Linked DNA regions of Anas platyrhynchos: region 2 is linked to region 1. Evidence: chromatin contacts called from public Hi-C data. All regions are on one chromosome and are shown on one strand. Each heading gives the region's core, a stretch centred on a gene start, on an enhancer-like site or on the middle of the called end of the contact. The rest is flanking DNA. Distances are from core to core; before and after follow the strand shown.

Evidence for each region. Hi-C and Micro-C count contacts between places; a contact is called where the count stands out from the background.
Region 2: a Hi-C map of subcutaneous adipose tissue shows a contact between it and region 1, with 1.6 times the contacts expected there. The contact joins the promoter of ARMC3 here to the enhancer-like site in region 1. A contact is called at or near these places in 2 of 8 Hi-C or Micro-C datasets (skeletal muscle and subcutaneous adipose tissue).

Annotation. Positions count from the first base shown.
Region 1 is chr2:140,755,213-140,758,811 of IASCAAS_PekinDuck_T2T, forward strand. All of the region lies in intron 5 of PIP4K2A (phosphatidylinositol-5-phosphate 4-kinase type 2 alpha), which reads right to left. Among named protein-coding and RNA genes, the nearest start is that of PIP4K2A, 97 kb to the right of the region's middle. Within about 2 kb of position 2,234, at least 3 of the 8 cell types and tissues checked have an H3K27ac peak or open chromatin away from gene starts, as enhancers often do. A contact at or near this core is called in subcutaneous adipose tissue, where this site is marked.
Region 2 is chr2:140,897,490-140,900,717 of IASCAAS_PekinDuck_T2T, forward strand. It overlaps ARMC3 (armadillo repeat containing 3), which reads left to right and starts at 1,405. Exons shown (of 18, transcript XM_072033698.1): 1 at 1,405-1,519.

The DNA of each region.
Region 1 (3,599 bases), core at 984-3,483:
CAGAGCTAAACCTTCAAGCCTTCCAAAATGCAGAAGGCTCTCCAAGGCCCAAAAGAGGGCATTAGCGAGCTGTCACAGCTGAAAGCCCCACCACTGCTTCTGCAGTTGAAGCAAACACACCTCCACTGCATGCAGCTGTTCATAACTGCAAACAGAAACCCATTTCCTTAGTTTATCCACACTGTGAATAGCCTAGAAGGTGTATATTTACTGGGAATGATGTAAATTTTAGTGAGACAAAATACCAAACTCAGCACTTCATTTGCATCTAACCTTCAAGTCCATGCTTCTTCCAAGATGTCATTTGTCAAAGTGACTGACAATAAGTGAAGTTGAAACACAATCTGTACCTCGTAACAAAGCACTTCTGCACCAGATCTTATAGATTTAGCCAGATTGGATTACATTTTATGTAGCCACCTCAACGTCTGTAAGTGCCTAATACCAAATAACTGTTTATAAAGTATCAAGTGAACATGAATTATGTAATGCTGCTTAGAAGTGGTGAATGTCAGAGAAGACCGCTGCCTTTTAAATCTGTAATTAAATATTCTTGTGATGGGAGCATTAGTTGAATATCTTCATCTTTAACTCTCCCATGAAGCAATTTGCAACAGCATTAAGGAAAGCCAGAAACTCTCACATGAGCACTGCAGATAAAGTAACCACTGGTTTTAGCACTAAGACCCTCAAATGGGCTCTGTTTTCAGAGGGCAAAGACTGAAGGCTCACAAAAGAAACAGAAAACCAACAAAACAAGCAAAAACTCAGTTTCTCTGGGCTATTTGGTCAAGCAACCTGGAAGTAATAGAAACTTCTTCAATCAGAGCCTTGAAAAAATTTGCCCATTAAGACTGACCATCAGCCTTTCTCCCTGCCCTCACCTTTAATAAACGTAAGAGAAGAAAAGGGTTTGTTTATGCAGGAAATACTGCAGAACACCTGAGTCTTCATATGGAAAGCCAATGGGAATGGAAGGCAGCTAACAGCATCCTGCTGGAATGGCCTCCAGGAGTTTCATCAGTAAGACATTGCTTCTAACTTTAACATAGAACTTTTTTTTTTTTTTTATAGGTTTATTTTCTTTCTACAACACAGTAAGGAAAAGCATCACGAAGTTACTTTTCTCCCAAACATATGTCTTGGATTGCACAGCATTAAAATGTCAGTATCAGAGCAGACCCTGCAATGCCTTTCTGCATCTTCCCAATGGGCAAAAGCTCCTTCTGCTGTTGGGCTATGCACACAAGTGGCTCAGTTCCCTGATTGTCCCAAATTATTTTCTTGGACCTGGAATTTATGAATTGCTGAAGATCCCAGCATGCTCCATTTGTTTTAGAGAAGTGACGCTTCTCTTCCAATAACTGTCCCAAACATTTAAACAATTCCCTAAGATTTTAGTAGTTATGAATCCATGTTAAATCCATTGCATCTCAGCACCTATGAACTTTGCAAAAAACTAAGGTCCGTGCCTCACTGCCCTGACATGTTACTGTGTTGCGTCTAGAATTTTATGATGTATTAGAATACCCTCTAGTGTTGCTCCAGAGACTCCGTCTATTTTAGCTGAAAAAGGAGAGGAAAACCCCGCCTCAGGCAGCTGAGATGGAAGCACAGCCGCGTGTCCAGCCCACACGGCTTCCCTGCACGAGTCGCTCTGAAGTGCGCGGCTGCTTCGCTCGCAGGCACCGTTAGGTGCTCCTTAAAGCAAGCAGCGAGTTGTTTACTGCTCTGTGACAGCACGGTGGGAACTGATTTTCCTTCTGGCCTCCACATTAAATAGTTTAGGACAAAGAAGAGTAGGGGAAATATCAGATAAGCATTCTGGACTGGCAGCTGCAGGGATTATCATACGCGATTGAGCAAACTGCCCCACGGACGAGGGCTAACTCTGCAGAGGCGGGGCTGGGGATCCAGGGATGCTGCCAAGGCCAGGGGATGGAATCCAGCGCGTGGGATGCTCAAGAATGGAGAGGAGATTTGGATGAATTAATTTAGGCTGGAACAATAATGAAAAGAATGCAGGAAACCAAGCTCCCTTCCCTTTTAGCACCAAAATCACTGAAACGTCCTTATCTTAGATTATCTTCGCACCTAGTATATCCCACGAGGCAGAGGTTAAAGTGAAACAAGCCCATCGATTCTGAACAAAAAACACACCCTATTAATGCTGTTTAAAACTGGGGGAGGCAAGGAGGAAGGATGTGCCTGTGGTTTAGACACTGACATGTAGGTTCAGCGCCAGGCCCTGCCGCAGACTTCCTGCACAACGCCGAGCAGCTGATGAGACCCTGCTGGGGTGGGAGGGGAGGCGTGCTTTTCCTCTGAGGGCAGGCCTGTCTTCAGCAAAAATAAACCTCAATTGCAAACAGCATTTTGGGAAGATATTACGATCCAGTAGCGCAGGTCCCACACGCCACTCTCACCTTGCCAATAAGCTATTTTTATTAAAACTGAGCTATGAATCTGACACAGCTGCATCTTTTGCCTGTCATCACAAGGCAAGGGGCGCTCCCAAGGACATTGAGGGCAGTGAATCAGCTCTCCCAAAAGCTGGGCTCTTACCAGCCTTGTAGCCTCCCCCGTCCTCAGTAATCACCCTGAGGATTTTTATCTGAGGTCATGTTTCCTCACCCAAATGCCCAGAGCAGTGAAGACTTGGCAAACACGGACCAGAAGAAATCAAAAGCCAAAACTGACGCAGGGAAACAAAAGGGAGGAAGTAAAAGCAGCAGGTACAATATAAGAAACTGGAGCTAAAAAAGCTGTGAGTCAGTGGTTGCTCTCTCACCACGTCACTTGTATGATGCCTCCCAGCCTGATCTATTCCTTTACTAGACAAAGATCTTTTTTTTTTCCTTTTTCTTTCTTTTTTTTTTTTTTTTTTTCCTGTGCTAGGCTATGTAACTCCACATTTACTTAAACCTTAATAGCCCTAGGGTACTGTTGCAATACCAAATAGTACTCATGACAGCCAGCACAAGTAGCAATTCTAGTAGCACTTATACTGAAATTAATGGCTTAAAGTTAATTTGTGAATTTAGGAATTAAAGCCCATGAAATATGCAACTAGGAGGGGCTCTAGTAGTTATTTAAAATTCTTAATGTATGTACTCATATTGAAAAATTCGAACACGGACATTTTCCTCTTATGCACTTGAATAAATACAAAGAAAACCACATTGTAGCAGTTTGAAACACTATCTGAATGAAAAAATTGAGACTTTGCTTTAATGAAATAATTGATATGATCAATTTTTAATGAAGTCTCAACTATTTCCAATGAAGCAAAATCCTTGTTGGAAAAAGATTCTCCCAGAATGTAATTCATTATAATGAACATATTACTATCATTAAAGAACTAAATATTTTAAGAGCTGCACAGGAGATGAACATCTAACTACTTCCACTAAATTAATAATAGATTTTCTTTCTGAACCACCTCCATCATTTTTAATCCCCTACTTAAAGATGCAAGGAAGGCATACATAGACAAACACAAATTTTACAAATATGAAGTATTTACTAAAAAAGCATGCTACCAATACACTTCAGGTTGGCATTCTAAAGTTTGTCAGGGTCACAGACAATTTTAATGA
Region 2 (3,228 bases), core at 155-2,654, 140 kb after region 1:
TGGTGATGGTAAAAGTGGAACAAGACACCATTATGTATGGGGCTTGTTTACAACTAAAAATGACCCACCAACTCTTCTGCTACAACTGTAATCACATTTATCACAGAATAAACCAACAAGGCCTGGACCTATTTGTGCTACGATCTCTGCAGATTGATATGGATTATAAAAATAGAACTGAATTTATACTTGCAGTGCAACGTAATAAAAAATCTGGGAAGAAAGGAATGAGATATGTGATAAAAAAGAGATCACAGGAGAGAGTTAATAGTAGCTGTAATGTCTTTACCTATTATTACCCGATTTTGAGGTCCAAAAATGATTATATTTGCCTGTTCCCATTTGCTTCTGCAGTTACTGATGGCAATTAAACTGCAATTTGAAGTTAGAAAATGTTATTCGATTTCAGAATTTGGCTTAGCATTCACTCCAAAACAGCCTTAGCTGGCAAAAGAGAATACGACAATGAATTCTTGTTCTGAAAATAGCACAACTATCTGGCATGGCTTTCTCCATCATCAGCCCAAAGCTGATAATAGAAAGGAGATAACTCTTCTGGTCCTCTAACAAAGCTCTGTGCTGGTGTCTTAACTGCGGGGCCACCATGCATGATGCTCTAACAGAGATTTGCCTCTGCCTTGCTCTATGTTGCATAACTGTTTTATCTGCTTGCTCCCAAGAACCGACGGCTTTTTATTTTCCCACAAATGCTCTGCAGACAGTGAAACAAGAATAATATGAGCCAAAAAAGAAAGGAAGGAAGGAAGGAAGAAAGAAAGAAAGAATATGATGGAAGGATGCACAGGAGAACTTTTAGTTTTTAAACAGATGGTATATATTTATTAATTTTCATAAGAATTCAGTATTACTTGTGTGAGGAACTAGCCTTTCTCTTTCATTTAGAGAAGTTAAGGATTTATTTTTTCATCAGTACCCCAGCCCACCTGTATTAAAGACTTAGCCCTTCCCTAAAAGAATTGCCACTTGCACTCCTGAGTGGGGATAAATTGCAAAGGGGACTCAACTGCGTGCCATTATTTGCCATTTTCCCCTCTCCCACGGCTGCTTACAGCAAAATCCAGGGCCAGAAGCAGGATCCTCGCTTCCCTCTGCCCTGTACCCTCAGCTCCCCCCTCCAAAGCCCTCCCTGAACTCCTGCCCCGCCACACTGCGGCCAAAAACAAGCAAAAAGCCGCATTTCTAGCAGCCGGGGCGCGGCCTGGCGGGGTAAAGGGGGCGGCACAGCGCTCTGCAGTGACACAGGGAGGGCTGCAGGCGGCGGCAGGGCCACGGGGAGCCCGCTTGGACCCGCCGCCGGGCGGCTGAGGGAGCCGAGGGGAGGCGGGGGGGCCGCCATCCCGGGCTCCCCTCAGCGGCGCCCGGCCGCGGGCGCCACCTTCCCGCCCGCCGCCCAGCGCATGCGCCGCAGCCGCCTCCTAGCAACAGGGGAACGGCGGCGCCATCGGGGAGCGGGGCCGGGGGGCTGAGGGGAGAGCCGGTGGCGGAGGAATAACGCCCGGTTGGTGCTTTGTTTCTTAAGGTTTCTTTCAGGCTTACTGCTTTGCCTACACCAGTGAGGAAAGTAGTGTAGTCTCAGGGTTATAATAAAGCTGTGAGGTTTACCTGCGGAGTTCGTGGGGGACAGCAACGTGAGAGGTGTCGCACCTAAAGCTGTGTGGATAATAGACGAGAGGGGGGAAATGAGAGAGACTAAACCTTAAAGACAGGTGTTTTACCCTAAATACCGCTAACAGGTGGGTGGGCTGTGGGGGAGCAAATCTCACCGAATTTTGGATGTTTCAGAGGTTGGGGGCATCTGCAGGCAGGCATCACAACACCAAGTAGGGGCTTGCTGGCAGAGGAGCATCGTCTGCAGAACAGAAACCTTCCTTTGTAATCTGTTACTAACCTGAATGTGTCATCTATATAACATACTCCAATACTATATTATCTTAACCATTTTTAGGCTTTTGATTATTGTTGCCGTTTTCTGATTATCTGAATTAAGTGATAGGTCTGCCCTTGTAACCATAAAAATCATGAATGTGACAGTGACCCGCTTGAGGTGTTTCCAATAGTATAAATATTTAGTGTAAGTAACATGTTTTGCTATGTGCTAGTAAAGGAAGGGAAGTAATTGACAAAAGCTCAAACACAATACGAATACAATAAACTGGCCATGAATAAATGGACACTGAAAACTAAAAAAGGTCTCTTCTGAGCAATCAGCTCAGCAACAGCTTTTCAGTGAGAGGAGTGGAAACAAAATACCTACTGTGTTTTTTTTTTAAGGTAGAGCGTTAGAGTTATCTGGTGGGATTAATGGGACGTGGTGCATGTGACAGGCAGGAATGAATCTGACCATTCAGAATGTCACGTTCAGCCCCATGTCCCTACAAAGCTGGCAGATGGAAGCATTTGTTTTAAGACACGTACATTGGCACAACTGCTTAAAAACTTCAGCGTGTCTTTAATTTTTACTTGTCTTTAAAATGTGCTTCTTCCAAAGGCAGACCAGCTTTGACTTCTATATGAGAAATGTCCTGCTATTATTCTTCAGGAAAAGGTTGCATAACTTCTCTCTCTCTCTCTGTTTTTTTTAGATTAAGCCAATTTTTCTTAGACTCTTTCTCATGGGATGTGGGATTTCACTGTGTCTCAGTGAGACATTTAAAATCACACTCATAATTTCTAAAATTCTCCTTCATTTGGGTTGTCACAGCCTGGATTCTCCAAGGATAGATCCTGGGTTTGATGTTATTTAATATATTCATTATAATTTGGAAATGAACAATAACATAGAGAAATCAGAATTTTCTACTGAGATGAAATAGTTTGTATTAATTAAGATTTAAGAAGGTTGTTAGATACATCTGAGAGCTATCCTGATTCTTGTATCATGGTGTAACTGGTAACACCATGGTAAATAAAATTAATTGGTGGTGAATGGAATATAGTTTATGCTCCCAGGAATATTTGGAACACTGTATTCTTCAGTAGTGAACCTGAGTTAACTGTAACCTACTGGGGAAATGACCTGTTTACCATATGTGGATGGCTTAGTGAAAATCTTCGCTGAAGAAATTGGCTAAAAATTAATCCTCAAAAAGATGTAATGTCACTATAATAAATCAGTGGTGCTCTAGAATTGATTATGGTATTCAGGGTTAGGTTATTCATATCTGAGAAAGATTTAACAGTCACAGAGGGGCTCTGAGACAAGAAACA